5 separate regions of the Mus musculus genome follow, and regions 2, 3, 4 and 5 are each linked to region 1. Evidence: chromatin contacts called from public Hi-C, HiChIP or PLAC-seq and Micro-C data. All regions are on one chromosome and are shown on one strand. The core of a region is the stretch at or near the end of the contact, and the rest is flanking DNA. Distances in the headings are between cores, read along the strand shown.

Region 1 (2,709 bases), core at 100-2,599:
CCTAGACAAGTTGCCGGGTCTGGGTCCAAATCTGGCGTCTAGTGTGGCGTGTGTGTACCAGGGGTGTCCTTCGTTGTTGTCTCTTGCCAGTGGCACGGGAGGAAGCGGCTGGTCCTCTCAGGCTGCAGGCTCCCTCTGAGGACAGATTGGCCACCCCCACCTCCCCACACCCCCGGCAGCACGCGTCTCTTTTGCGTCCAGATTGGCCGCGACCCGCGCTCAATAGCGGGAGGTTAATTTCCTTCACAAAGGTGAAGGGGGCACGACTCCGGGGGGGGGGGGCCCCCGCGCCCAGACAGGCGGTTGCTTTATTCCGCAGCGCCTTGATTGGAGCCCTTGATTTAGCATCTGATGTCAACCCACAGACAAAATGCCCGCTCAGAATGAAAATGCATGAGGCTGCGCAGAGGGTGAAAACCAACTTCACCGTGCGTGGCCCACTTGGGTCAACTCCACAGGCGTTGCCTACGCCCTGGACAGCGAGGAGGCTCCTGAAGCCTGGGTCCGACCCTGGCAAAGATGCCAATCCTCCGGCTTCAGGCATATTAGGGAAAGGAACGTAACTTCAGATATTCAAGTTCCTTTTGGAAGCCAGCCAGCAGGCCAGGGATGCAGCCTCGCATCCGAGGGCGATCGAAAACGTGCTATGCCAACAGTTTCTCCAACTCGAGAGAAGCTTTCGAGGCCCGCCGGCAGGTTGAGCCCGTGAGCCCAGACCCGGCGCTCCGCCGAAGCCCGCTGGCTCAACGTGTTTACTCTCTGAAGCCCGGGTTCCCGCGGCCAGAGCACGGTCGGGCCACTGGCTGTCCGGAGTTGAGTTGCGCGTTCCCCTTGCCGATGATTTTCCATACGACGCGCGGAGCTCCCGCGCCCTTCTCCCGCAGCAGCCGCGGCCCTCGGGTCGCCCCTGCCCCCACCCCATCAGCGCGCCCAATTTCCCCCTGGGCTCCGGCTCGCGGATTGAACCCTCCTGACATATTTGGGGCCATTCTTCTCCTTTGTTGCTATTTAGCTCGCGACCCGCGGGTAATCCTCGCGCGGGAGGGGGGCGCACATTGTCGTGCTGATGGACGGGCCCATTTGGCGGCTCCGCGCCCCCCGGAGGAGACACACAAAGCCCAGGCACGTGCGCCTCCCCATAGAGGAGCAGCAGACCGTGAAGGGAGGCGGGGCCGGGCGTGTGCCTGGGCCAGGCGGGGCGGCGGCGCCGGGCGCGGCGGGGCGGGGCGGGGCGGGGCGGCCGAGGGGCGCGCGCTGGGGCCCCGCGCCCTCAGGTACATCTGCCGCACCTACCGGGCGACCCTCGAGTCCCGGCCCCTTTTTTGCCGCTCCGTCGCCCTCCCGCCCTCGTCGGCGGAGGAGCTGCGGACGCTCTGATTGGCTCTGGGGGAAGCGGGAGGCGAGAACAATGGCCCCCTCCCCCCGTTAAAAGGGAGCGGCGCCCGGGCCCGGGGACAGGGACGCGCGTGCGGAGCGCAGAGCCGGGCCAGCAGCCGCGGGCACTGCGGGAGTCCCGAAGCCGCCGCGTGCAGGCGATGGGCTGGGGTCACTGAGGGCCGCCAGGGCCGAGCACGGAGGTGGGACCCAACCAGTGCGTCGCCCTTTTCACCGCGCCAACATGCCCCGCGGGTTTCTGGTGAAGCGCAGCAAGAAGTCCACGCCCGTGTCCTACCGGGTCCGCGGCGGCGAGGACAGTGACCGGGCGCTGCTGCTGTCACCCGGCTGCGGGGGCGCCCGCGCCGAGCCCCCGGTGCCCAGCCCCGGGCCGCTGCCGCCACCTCCGCCGCCGGCGCTCGCGGAGCGCGCCCATGCTGCGCTCGCCGCCGCGCTCGCCTGCGCGCCAGGCCCGCCGCCGCCACCCCCGCCAGGCCCGCGGGCCGCGCACTTCGGCAACCCCGAGGCTGCGCACCCGGCGCCTCTCTACAGTCCCACGCGGCCGGTGAGCCGCGAGCACGAGAAGCACAAGTACTTCGAGCGCAGCTTCAACCTGGGCTCGCCGGTGTCCGCTGAGTCCTTCCCCACGCCCGCCGCGCTGCTCGCAGGGGGAGGCAGCGGCGCCAACGGCGCTGGCGGCGGCGGCGGCGGCACCTGCGGCGGAGACGCGCTGCTCTTCGCTCCCGCCGAGCTCAAGATGGGCACTGCGTTCTCCGCCGGCGCCGAGGCGGCCCGGGGTCCTGGGACCGGTCCTCCACTGTCCCCCGCCGCGGCCCTGCGGCCCCCGGGCAAGCGACCGGCGCCCCCCGCCGCTGTCGCTACAGAGCCGCCCGCCAAGGCAGCCAAGGCCCCGAGCGCCAAAAAGCCGAAGGCCATCCGCAAGCTGCACTTCGAGGACGAGGTGACCACGTCGCCGGTTCTGGGGCTCAAGATCAAGGAGGGCCCGGTGGAGGCGCCGCGGGGTCGCGCGGGGGGCGCGACCCGACCCCTGGGCGAGTTCATCTGCCAGCTGTGCAAGGAGGAGTACGCTGACCCGTTCGCGCTGGCGCAGCACAAGTGCTCGCGCATCGTGCGCGTGGAGTACCGCTGCCCAGAGTGCGCCAAGGTCTTCAGCTGCCCGGCCAACCTGGCCTCGCACCGCCGCTGGCACAAACCACGGCCGGTGCCCGCGGCGGCCCGCGCGCCAGAGCCAGAAGCCGCCACCAGGGCGGAGGCGCGCGAGGCTGCGGGCGGCGGCAGCAGCGATCGGGACACGCCGAGCCCTGGCGGCGTATC
Region 2 (2,709 bases), core at 66-2,565, 250 kb before region 1:
TTCTTCCCAAAACTGAATTGGCGTTTGCCAACATATACCATGTATTAGGGCAGCCACAACTACTGACCAGCTGTAGCAGGACAGAGTGCATCAAGTGTGCCTCTTCCCAATCCAGTACAGGATGGTTTCAGGCTGTTCACGAAGAATGCTACAGAGCATGGCTTGAGTTAGGAGGAAGATCACTGACTTGTTAAAGAATTGTTGGCTGTGAGGACTTTCTTTGTTCTCTCTGCTACTTTGGACGAGTTTTGAGCTGTGACTTTGCTGCAGGATCCTTGTCATAACTGTACTTTGACATCTGGTGTTTACTTCAAGCTGAGATTTCAAGGAAGGGCGGTTGGAGGCCAAGGCGGCTCCTAGAGACAGATGGGCAAAGCGTCTGTTTTGGCATCATCCAGGACACGGGCAGCAGTGGTCCGAGAAAGCACCACTGACCTGCAGGCGGGAGAGAGCCTGCCAGGTTAGCCGTGCACTTGGCACCAAAAGAAGGGGCTCAAAGCCAGTAACGGTCACAACGAGGACAAAAACCCTCATTGTGAAATATGGTCACTAGAAAGGGATGCCTGACTAGGGCTTTGGGGGTGGAGTTATAAATGTTAAAGCGCTCACGTATAGGAGAGTTAGACCTATTTGTGAAGACAAGACAAGCTCCTAGATGGTTTTCCAGGGACCTAAACCTTCTCTGTGTCATCATGAAGATTCACAGGACAGACAAGAAGAGAAAAACCTCGAGTTTTGTCTGCCAGTGTGAGGAGACTTGGACCGCAAGAAACAACTCTGTCCGCTGAACAATAACAGCAGCCAATGCCTTCGCACACTGTAAAGGGACATGCACACCAACATGCCCATGGCCATCCCGCAAACTGATATTTCAGAACGGTCTATCTCAAGGCAGTCATTTGAAGAAAAACCAAAGAACAGAAGAGACATGTCCGCCATCCGTTCTTGCTCTGCCGCCGTCTCTGATGGTGGGCTTTTGTAAGTTGTTACAAGCTTCGCCGAGAGATGGGACTATAACAGGTTGTGGAATTGGAAGATGCTAAATCTTTGTTCCTAATGGCAAAACATGTTTTTCTCATTTTCATCAGAATGTGTGATCCATGCCATTTGAAATCAAATCCCCAACACAATGAGCCATTAGTGTAATAGCTCATTACTAACAGCGGTCTTATAAATAATACATTCTTATCATGCACATGCAGCTCGCCATGAAGCCAGCAAAAGGTATTTCAGGCCATGCAAGTTTCGCTGCGCCAGCACGGCTGTAGATTAGAAGGACATCTCCATGTGAACCAAGATGGATGCCAATTTTCCCTGCCGGGAGTGAGGCTGGCCGTCTCTTTCTGCACATATGGTAGATGGATTGGTTAATCAGCGTCTGCTGAGTCTTGGGCCTGAAATTATAGAGAAGCCAGACAAGTGCAGCTACACAGCCTTTGTTCAGGAGTACAAACAAGACAAACAATTACTTGTTATTTGGGGAAAAAATTAAAATGTTTGTTTTGGACTTTCATTAAAGTGTCAATGGCTTTATAAAGCAGCTGTGTAAATCAGCCTTTTATAGCAAGTATCATTTGGGGAGGGGTCCGGGAAAGGAAAGAATATGCAAGGAAAATTCATTTCTAAAAAGACTGCTTGAAAATCAAAAGCATCTCCCATTTGTTTTTCAAGCACACAAAGGTGTCTTGGAGAAAGACTGTCTTTTTCCGTACCATCCAAACACTATTGCCGCTTCCTTCCCTGACTCAGGATGTTAAAGCATCTGCCATTTGTGTGGAGGTGGTAACTTCTCGAGAATGAGTGATGCAGAGTACCAGTGAGCCCACTTCCTGAATAGAATGGCTGGGTCAATCAGTCAGTCACTCAGCTTCCTGAGAGCCTGTGTTCCTCATCAAAAAAAATGTCAAAAATCTGGGTTGGAGAGATGGCTCAGAGGTTAAGAACACTCACTGGCTGCTCTTTCAGAGGTCCTGAGTTTAATTACCAGCAACCACATGGTGGCTCCCATCTATAATGGGATCTGATGCCCTCTTCTGGCACATAGATCATATATGTATGTATATATATATATATATATATATATATATAATACACAAAATAAATAAATCTTTTTTTAAAATGTCAACAATCATACAGTAAAATCGCGGTGAGCATTGCATGAACTTCAGTACCTGGTGCCAATGTCTCAGTGTGCTGAGCATTGTTTTGTTTGTAGATCAGGGCAGACTTCATTGAGCTGTTTCCCACCAAACAACCTTTCTTCACTTCTCCTCTCAGACCAGTCAAGTACTCAGTAAGTGAACTCAAGAGACAGTGAAGAGTTTCTCTCTGTCAAGGAGCCCTGAATTTGTGACTGCTCTCTAAGTTGGAGTTCATCTGATGGGTTCAGGGATGACCCCCTTCACTAAGAGCTGTCCGTGATGTGTGGGAAGCGCAGAGGGAGAAAGGCACCCAAGGTCAGGGCTTATGGCTGAGTAAAAAGAAAAGCAAGCAAACAAGCCCCCACCTCTCTCTCCCTCTCCCTCTCCCTCTCCCTCCCTCCCTCTCTCTCTCTCTCTCTCTCTCTCTCTCTCTCTCTCACACACACACACACACACACACACACAGTCGAGGGAGTGGAATAGGTGGGCGAGGGTTGGGGGTGGTGAGGAGTCACTCAGAAAGAGGTCACATGTAGCATTTCAGTAGTGTCTCCTTAAGAGGCTCTGA
Region 3 (2,709 bases), core at 122-2,621, 200 kb before region 1:
CCCATTCAACAATTGCACCCTGGACCACGACCTCTACGTGTTCCATCGGGCTGGGCTGCTCAGGTAAGTGAACTCCTGAGTTGTCTCACTTCCTCGAGGAAATGATAATGTCTTGCTCTGGTTTGAACTAAAAATGTTCCCCACGGGCTCAGGTATTGGAACCCTTAGGTGATGCTGTTTGGAGAAGGTTTTGGAAGGCAGAGAACTTGCTGGAGGAAGTATGTCACTGGGGTCCGGTTTGAGAATGTATAGCCTTGCCCTACATCTCTCTGTGTGGGCTTGAAGACACTATCTCACAATTTCCATGCCTCATTTGCCATTGCCGACTCTCCCCTCTGGAACCAGAAGCTGAACTATACTTTTCTTCCATAGTTCATTTTTGACCGTAGAATCTTATCATAGCAACAAAAGTAATAATGTGTGTCTGCTCATCCCAGATAGGACACCAACAGCAGGCCAAAGAAATGACCTACAAAATCTAGCTTGGTGGCAATGAGCCTTATGGGATATTTACAGGAACATGGAGTAAGAGTGACTTACAGAGACATGGGTGACTCAAAGACAGCTGCATCATTGAAGAGCCTAAACCAGTCTGGGTAAAGACTCCCCAAAGCTCCATTCCTAGAGCTCCTGCCCAGCCTGCAGCCAGCCCTTCCGAAAGACTCTCTTCTCTCCCAGCTACTGTTCATTGCTTGTATAACCTTGGGAAGGGGCCTTGTGGATCTTCTCCCTTTTCTGAGTCTTCCCAGCTCTGTGAGCCTGGTACATTTCCATAGCTAAGTTTAATGAGCCTCCTTCTTCCCTCGTGGAGAATAACAACACTCAACTCCTTCCCTGGGCACTCACATTCTTTCTTTGCCATCTTTGAAAATGTTCCCCAAGTCTTGGGAAGGGTGATATAAATGTTCTGTTGTTTTCCTCCATTTATAATTGAGCAGTGGATTACTGTACTTCAGTAACAGCCACTTAGTCTCAGCTGTTAAGAGTCATGGCGAGAGCCATCACCCACTGAAGGAAAGAAGTCTCTCCTCATGAGAGTAACAGTATTCTATGAGTGTAATCAGAAATGACGAGCACACATAACATCCATTTAACAAAACAGCAGTTGCTTTCCCATGGGGGGGGGGTGATATTTCTACAGCCATGGGGTTTTGCCCTGCCTTCCAGCATCTCAGACATTAGTCACATCCTGTAAAGTTGGCCTTAAGTCCACATCAGAAAGCAGTTATTTGTCCCCACAGTAGCTGTGCTACTAATGCACTAGCAGTCACATCTTGCCTGGCACTTCTTGTCTAGTATAGCATATAGGGTCCACCTCTGAGTACAGCTGTTGGTGACAGTTCCCCCCCCCCATCAGCCTGTGTAGCACCTGTATTTGTCATGGTTCTCTAGAGGAACAGAACTGGTAGAAAGTGGCTCACAGGCTATGGTCTAGCTAGACCAACAATGGCTGTCTACCTACAGGAAGAAAGTCCAAGAATCCAGTAGTTGTTCAGTGCACAAGGCTGCACGTCACAGTTGGCTTTTAGTATATGTCCATGCCAGAATCCCAAAGAAGCTCTAGTGAAGGAGTGGACTTCTCAGTAAGAGCAAGAGCAAACAGGCAAAGAGGGAGCTTCTTTCTCCCATGTCCTACATGTAGGCTGCCAGCAGATGGTGGATCTGCCCACCTCAGAAAATTGGGATAAAAAGTGAGTCTTCCCATTTCAAATGATTTAATTAAGAAAAAAAAAGACCCTCTCAGATGTATCCACCTGTTTGAGTTTAGTTAATTCCAGACATAATCAAATGGACAATCAGGAATAGCTCTCACAGGCCTACCCTTTCTCAACCTGATGTGTGATATTTCCTTATGTCATGATTAATTCCCAAATGTAAACAACAACCATGCCACTTTTATACCCAAGATGGTTATCCCTCATACAACTGTATAAACAAATGTGTTATAACTTCTTAGAATAGGTGACAGTGTCCTTCAAGGGACATTCTTTTGGTATTTCAAAACTTAAATATAACAACCACTGATGTTCTCTTAATTGATATTACGTTGGATGATAAAGATATTGAGGAAAGAGAACACAAATATCTGTGCAAGCGTATTCTTAACAACATATGACAGAAACATTCACATCACTTATAATCTTCATTTCTGCAACTGGTCACATGAACTTAGATGGTATTTCTAATGGCTTTCATCTAGTACCCATCCTGTATCTTCTCCACTCTCAGTAAGTTCTGGTTCCTTTCCTGGAGGAGTAACCCATTCCTACATTTCCAAAGCATCTGTGCTCCTTTTCATCCTATCTGGATTAGCCATTTGTGGTTTCTCATTGAAGTGAGTGAGAGTGCAACTGTTCACCTTTCCACTCCTTTGTTCCTGGCTGTGGGAGAAATCATATATTGAACACCAATTCAAAGCACACACCACCTTCTGGAGAACTCTGCCTCAGTCCTCCAGGATGCTGCCACCTAATTGCTACTATAATTGTGTCTTCTAAAGGCCATTACAGGGCCGGAGAGATGGCTCTCCAAAGGTTCTGAGTTCAATTCCCAGTAACCACCTGTTGGCTCACAACCATCTGTAATGGGATCTGATGCCCTCTTCTGATGTGTCTGAAGACAGCTACAGTGTACTCATATAAATAAAATAAATAAATCTTAAAAGGCCATTCCATCTTTCTATCAGGCCAGTTGATTTAGTTGATGGTG
Region 4 (2,709 bases), core at 118-2,617, 170 kb before region 1:
TAAGAGAGAGGCCTTTCCTGGTCAAGGCCATAATCCACACAGTAGACTTGGAAGATTCTCATCCAGTTTGAATGAGCCATCTTGGCGTGTGCATTTACGTTCTGAGCTATTGTCACAAACTTTCATTTAGATGGGTCGCCATAGCTTACCATAGCACTGTAATCCTGAGAAATACTCTCTATCTGCCTGAGTTCGTTGTGCAGACAAACCAATTAAAGATTGGGCAAGTTGCCTTTCTCCTACTTTGGAGGTCTGTGGAGAAGGCATTTTTTTCTTTCCTGTCTGTACCCTAGAGGGATTTTGAGTTGACTTTGTTACTGTCACTGCTCTTGGGAAAGCTGCCAGTATATTTAACAATATATCAATTTTTTGGTTTGTTTTTTGTTTTTTTGAGACAGGGTTTCTCTGTTTAGCCCTGGCTGTCCTGGAACTCACTTTATAAACTAGGCTGGTCTCGAACTCAGAAATCTGCCTGCCTCTGCCTCCCAAGTGCTGGGATTAAAGGCGTGTACCACCACCACCTGGCAATATATCAATTTTTTGTTTAACTTTCATGCATTTGGGTATTTTGCCTTCATGTATGTCTGTGTACCATATGCTTGCAGTACCTTCAAAGGCCAGAAGAGAGTGCTGGATCCCCTGGAGCTGGACTTAGAAACAGTTGGGAGCCTACATGTGGGGGTACTGGGGGAATGAACCCAGGTCCTCTGTAAAGCCATCTGCCCAGCCCCTTACTTACAGAGTTAATGGCGGTGGATGAGGGAGGGGGAAGAATAGTAGGAGCTGCGACTCGCTAGCTAGGATTGGACCTGTAGAGTTTGTAGAGACCTGTCTGTAGAGTTCCTGGAGTGTCTGCGCTTCCTGAGCTTCCTCTTGTGACGGTTAACAATTATTTATAATGCTAAACTCCAGAAATTCGCCTTGGAATCCACTGTGTTTATCATTCACAAGAGCTCTCATGGTCTATTCTAATTATAGTCTTTGTCCTGATTTAGAGTGGTCACAGAATGAAGGTATGCTCTCATCCCCATCTGAGAAACCATGCTTTCAGAGCGTTCAGCGCCGATGTTATTATTATTATTTTTTTCCCTTCTGGTTGTAATGACAGTCTGCTGAAATCTGAACTAACTTCTTTAGGGGCCTCCATTTCTCTGTGTTTGTTTTCTCCACATCTCCTTTTGTCCTTGTACAAGAAAAAACAGCAGTGTATCTAACCCCCCACCCCCAGAGCTAAGTGTTGGCCCACCCTTTCCTGGTACGTGATCTCAGAAAGATGTCACTGGCTGGCATTCAGTTACCCTTTGAATTGCCCCTTTTTATCTGGGCTGCTCTTCCCCAGTCCAGCTATAATTACCATCTGATGGACGGTTACTGGATCCTGTTGCACTTGGGCATCTGCTGCCTTGGGAAATTGCATTATTCTCCCAGCACCTGCTAGGTTTTCCCCAGAGTAATTGTTTCCCAGTCCCTTCCTTAAACGTGGTGACTTTCACTGACAGTAGTCAGACTTCCCTTAGTCATAGTAGTGGTTGAAGTATGTAGTATTTTTTTTAAACAATCAAACAAAGAAACCAACCAACCAACCAGCCAACCAAAATCCACAGTTTTTTATTATCTCCTGAGGAGATGATTCTAAAATTGTAAACCTGTGGTTTTCAGCACCATCTATGCATTGATCCTTATTAATATCACCACAGTGAAGTTTCCTGGACATGAAACAAACCTACTTTCAGTCACTACAGGGGTCTAGTTGGCTTTTCCAGCCCTGTTCTCAGCCTCTTCCTACACATTCATGCTACTCCTGGGAAATACGTTTCCTTAGAATGGCGGGGAACCCTTTCCTCTATGAATTGTAGAGAAATTTGTGTAAATTCCTTCATGGGCTCTTTTTTTCTCAAATAATATACCTTCTGTGTCATTTTCCCCAATGCTCTGACACTCCTTAGTTAAATATAACGTGCTGTGTGTATGCAGGTATCAGAATGGCTTTTAGATCCGAGGTTTGTCCTCATGACTCTCACAAGTCTTTTCCCTCAGACAGTGATGCTGGGCATCCCTCCTGTGGTTACTGTTTGCTGAGATCTGGTTGGTGGTTTCCTGTGAACCCATCTTATGTACCTGTCACACCAGCACTTACTGTTGTGACCATCTTCCTCATAGAGGGGTGTGTGTGTGTGTCGGGTGGGGGTGACTTGTTCAAAGGCTGGTTTATTGACAGATCTTCCCACCAGGCAGCTAATTGCCTAAACTCACTCTTAGCCATGACTTGCAGAGTTTATTAACTAACGTGTAAATCTGACGCCACGGCCATTCTAGGAAACTAGCAAACAGAAAGTAGACAGCTTGACACTAAACTTTTTTAATCCCTCACATCTTTAACACCAGCCACTTAATCAAAAATGTGATCCACAGACTTGCCAGGACCCCCCACCCCCAACTCTAGCCGGTTTCTGCTCTTAGTGTCAATCCCGCACCAGCCTAACTCTGGCTGAGGAGGCTGCGGAGAAGCAGACATCTGGGCCAGACTGGTGTGCTAGGCCTGTTTTGAGACATCAATAGATGGAGGGTGTCTATAATTCCCTCTGTGTTGTATCAGCATGCTGTTACAAGCCTTTCAGAATTGTGGTGGCAGCTGCTATGGAAAGAAGAAAAATATGATCCCATATGGTGGTTATATTACAAACTTCTCAAGATTCAGCTCTATATTGA
Region 5 (2,709 bases), core at 129-2,628, 140 kb before region 1:
CCCCTCAATCCATGGGAATCAGTGGTTCCAGCAAGTGGACATGGAGTCGGTGAGAATGGGTGACAATGTAATTGTCAAATTACAATGAATGTGATTCGTCAAATTGAGCATCAAACTTTTTATACAGAATAGGGAAGTTAGGTGACACATCGACAAGGTACAATGAGTTTACCGGATGCTTAAAGACTCTAACACAAAACAGAGGAATGCAAACACAAAGACTGACAGGAACTGGGCAATAAAACAACTGAGACAAAGTCAGCCCTATCTAAGGTCAGCTATAGTCTTAGAAGCCAGGTGTGAGATCTTTACACTCCCAGGGCAAGGACTTTCACACCCAAGTCATGGTTCTAATTAGGGAGTTCCGCTCTAGCTAACCTTCTCATGAATAATGCAATACTCTAAAACCACAGCCTGATCTACTTCCTAAACCACTGTAAATTCCTGTATATGGGAGCGACTTGGCTTTTATTCTAAGTGATAGTGTGGGGGACTTTTCTACTAATAAGTAATGTAGTCTGCCATATATAAATATAATAAGAGTTCTAAACTTACTTTGCTAAGCTTGCCCTGAGATTTCTAACTCTATGCAGTAGATAGTAATGCTTGATTTCTTTCCCTATCTCTCTTACAATACTAGAGGCAATTCTGAATGTCACTGAATAGGCAACATTCTTACTGAATTCCAAGCCCAGGGTTGGCTCAAGGACTACCTAGGGCATTGGTGAAGGCCAGGAAGCAAAGTTCGATTTTGTTTAGGTATTTGGCAAGTCATTGCTTAGAGGCACCTATAACAAAGCAATACTGAAAGGAAGTACACAGATCCATTCACAAGGACAAAATTGGAGCATACGTGCTATGGGATGCACAGTTCCAGGAGACTAAGTTTCCGTGAAACTCTTCGCCTCGGGACTGCTTCCAGGTTTCTAAACCTGTTGAGCAAGTCACTACTGGAGTGGATATAGCAAACAACATCAACGACAACAACAAAACCCAAACAATCCATTAATGGACAAAGCTTCAGGCTCCCTAGTCTAGACGTTGATCCTTCATCTGGTAGAAAAAAACTGAGGTAAAGAATAGCTCAGAACCAGGAAGTTTTTGCAGCTCTGACTCTTAAGTGACCATAACCCTGTTATGAGGTGACACAATTCCACTCAGTATCTGGCCCAGCTGTGGGCACTGGCAGTAGCCAGCCTAATGCCAGCAGCCTAATTACGTTCTTTATGTTTGTCTGAGGACATCTGAAACCTTCAGTGTGGCCTGTCACTAATTAGGTGACTAATAATAGTGCTTGCTTGCTTGCTGATCTCAGAGCCAACCCCCATGAGCAAGTTGATTGTGAGTGCCCTGTCCTATCACAGGAACTGAAAGGGCGTGTGGTCCCCTGGTTTGCTTTGTTCACACCAGAACAAAAGCAGGGCAAAGGCATGCTCATATCAACTTCCCTAGAGCCCAGAGAACAGGCAGACACTTGAAACAGAAATGTAAGGGCAGGTTGCATCTTGCCCTATTGTGGTGTTGGAACTACAAAGAGATCACCAGGGACCGTACTGAGGTCCGTCTGGTAGCTGGGGATGGGAGGAGCTGTGACCTGGAGAGCATGCTAAGCACAGTGGCTCAGCCTCCCAGGGGCCCCACAGCCCCACCGCAGAAGGACTAAACACTGAGCCGTCAGAAAAGAATGATCGGGGACATCTCCAGGGATGATAACCAGGCTTCCTAAGCCAATTCCAATATTTAAATGTAATTAGTATTAAATAAAAGTATCTTCATTTGCTAAAGTTATCATTCCTGTTCCTTTCAAGAAAGGTATTTCCTGTCTCTGAATACCAAGTTACATACTCTCCCCACCCCCCTGCAAAGTGCAATCCTTTTATAGTCACTATTATGCCTTTTTTGAAGGAGGGCTTAGCCTATCACAAGTTTCATAGGTTCTTGATGCTTCTTTGTAGTTAAGGGTGGGAGGCAGAAGATGTAGTCTTCATGACCCCACAAAAGTGCAATTTTGAAACAAAAACATCAACTGCTGTCTTGATTTGTGTTTCTTCCAAATGAGCTGAACACAAAGGCCTGGGGTGTGGAATGGGAATAGTCTCGGGTCTGGCAACATAATGCTTCGTCAGACAAGAGAAGGAGGAAAGCTTTTCAGCTGGGAAGCTGAGACCCCACCCCCATCCTGCTAGGGCTCTTGGAGAGAGACAACTGAAAGTGGTCCCTCTTTGGGGTGAGGATGCTCTAGTGTTATCCACCCATCCCTGTCCTGGTTGTTGATTGGCACCCTGGTCTGTTCTCCCACGTTTAGAAGAAGCCCTTTGGCAGACCTCTGGAGGCAGCGGAGTGCTGGTGGCTTGAGAATCATTTGTTGGTGACAGGTGGGCTTAGATGATGTAGACAGAACTCATACCATCAACCAGAGTACCCCTCATGTTCTTTGTTTCTTTGCAGATTACTTATTTCTCACCAATATTCTTTTTTTTTCCATTTTTTATTAGGTATTTCGCTCATTTACATTTGCAATGCTATACCAAAAGTCCCCCATAGCCACCCACCCCCTCTCCCCTACCCACCCACTCCCCTTTTATGGCCCTGGCGTTCCCCTGTACTGGGGCATATAAAGTTTGCGTGTCCAATGGGCCTCTCTTTCCAGTGATGGCCGACTAGGCCATTTTTTGATGCATATGCAGCTAGAGTCAAGAGCTCCGGGGT

What was found. Hi-C and Micro-C count contacts between places; a contact is called where the count stands out from the background. HiChIP or PLAC-seq counts read pairs in DNA pulled down with a chosen protein or histone mark.
Region 2: a Hi-C map of cerebellum shows a contact between it and region 1, with 2.0 times the contacts expected there. The contact joins the enhancer-like site here to the promoter of Insm1 in region 1. A contact is called at or near these places in 9 of 39 promoter capture datasets (3T3-L1-derived adipocytes, the C10 cell line, the HPC-7 cell line and 4 more), 16 of 484 Hi-C or Micro-C datasets (the AML12 cell line, the G1E-ER4 cell line, bone marrow-derived macrophages and 10 more), 12 of 115 datasets of contacts at active chromatin or transcription factors (bone marrow-derived macrophages, craniofacial prominence, embryonic basal ganglia and 9 more) and 4 of 9 other capture datasets (adipose tissue, embryonic stem cells, liver and 1 more).
Region 3: a contact with region 1 is called in a FOXA1 HiChIP or PLAC-seq map of pancreatic cancer cells. The contact joins the enhancer-like site here to the promoter of Insm1 in region 1. A contact is called at or near these places in 1 of 39 promoter capture datasets (the C10 cell line), 4 of 115 datasets of contacts at active chromatin or transcription factors (embryonic forebrain, embryonic stem cells, neural tube and 1 more) and 2 of 9 other capture datasets (adipose tissue and pancreatic islet).
Region 4: a contact with region 1 is called in a Hi-C map of cerebellum, with 2.5 times the contacts expected there. The contact joins the enhancer-like site here to the promoter of Insm1 in region 1. A contact is called at or near these places in 11 of 39 promoter capture datasets (the 3T3-L1 cell line, 3T3-L1-derived adipocytes, the C10 cell line and 4 more), 1 of 15 datasets of contacts at CTCF or cohesin (pro-B cells), 25 of 484 Hi-C or Micro-C datasets (the AtT-20 cell line, B cells, the N1E-115 cell line and 10 more), 13 of 115 datasets of contacts at active chromatin or transcription factors (embryonic basal ganglia, embryonic forebrain, embryonic hindbrain and 6 more) and 4 of 9 other capture datasets (adipose tissue, embryonic stem cells, liver and 1 more).
Region 5: a Micro-C map of trophoblast stem cells shows a contact between it and region 1, with 2.2 times the contacts expected there. The contact joins the enhancer-like site here to the promoter of Insm1 in region 1. A contact is called at or near these places in 3 of 39 promoter capture datasets (the HPC-7 cell line, pre-B cells and trophoblast stem cells), 2 of 484 Hi-C or Micro-C datasets (the AtT-20 cell line and trophoblast stem cells), 5 of 115 datasets of contacts at active chromatin or transcription factors (differentiating embryonic stem cells, embryonic hindbrain, embryonic stem cells and 2 more) and 3 of 9 other capture datasets (adipose tissue, liver and pancreatic islet).

What each region holds. Positions count from the first base shown.
Region 1 is chr2:146,220,648-146,223,356 of GRCm38.p6, forward strand. It overlaps Insm1 (insulinoma-associated 1), which reads left to right and starts at 1,350. Exons shown (of 1, transcript NM_016889.3): 1 at 1,350-2,709. The coding sequence starts at 1,619.
Region 2 is chr2:145,970,521-145,973,229 of GRCm38.p6, forward strand. All of the region lies in intron 7 of Cfap61 (cilia and flagella associated protein 61), which reads left to right. Among named protein-coding and RNA genes, the nearest start is that of Cfap61, 37 kb to the left of the region's middle. Within about 2 kb of position 1,316, at least 6 of the 459 cell types and tissues checked have an H3K27ac peak or open chromatin away from gene starts, as enhancers often do. A contact at or near this core is called in cerebellum, where this site is marked.
Region 3 is chr2:146,017,395-146,020,103 of GRCm38.p6, forward strand. Cfap61 (cilia and flagella associated protein 61) reads left to right here. Exons shown (of 27, transcript NM_001369121.1): 13 at 1-63. Among named protein-coding and RNA genes, the nearest start is that of Gm34629, 81 kb to the right of the region's middle. Within about 2 kb of position 1,372, at least 4 of the 459 cell types and tissues checked have an H3K27ac peak or open chromatin away from gene starts, as enhancers often do. A contact at or near this core is called in pancreatic cancer cells, where this site is marked.
Region 4 is chr2:146,048,919-146,051,627 of GRCm38.p6, forward strand. The region is part of intron 17 of Cfap61 (cilia and flagella associated protein 61); the gene reads left to right. Among named protein-coding and RNA genes, the nearest start is that of Gm34629, 49 kb to the right of the region's middle. Within about 2 kb of position 1,368, at least 9 of the 459 cell types and tissues checked have an H3K27ac peak or open chromatin away from gene starts, as enhancers often do. A contact at or near this core is called in the AtT-20 cell line, the N1E-115 cell line, cerebellum and 1 more, where this site is marked.
Region 5 is chr2:146,082,188-146,084,896 of GRCm38.p6, forward strand. All of the region lies in intron 18 of Cfap61 (cilia and flagella associated protein 61), which reads left to right. Among named protein-coding and RNA genes, the nearest start is that of Gm34629, 16 kb to the right of the region's middle. Within about 2 kb of position 1,379, at least 22 of the 459 cell types and tissues checked have an H3K27ac peak or open chromatin away from gene starts, as enhancers often do. A contact at or near this core is called in trophoblast stem cells, where this site is marked.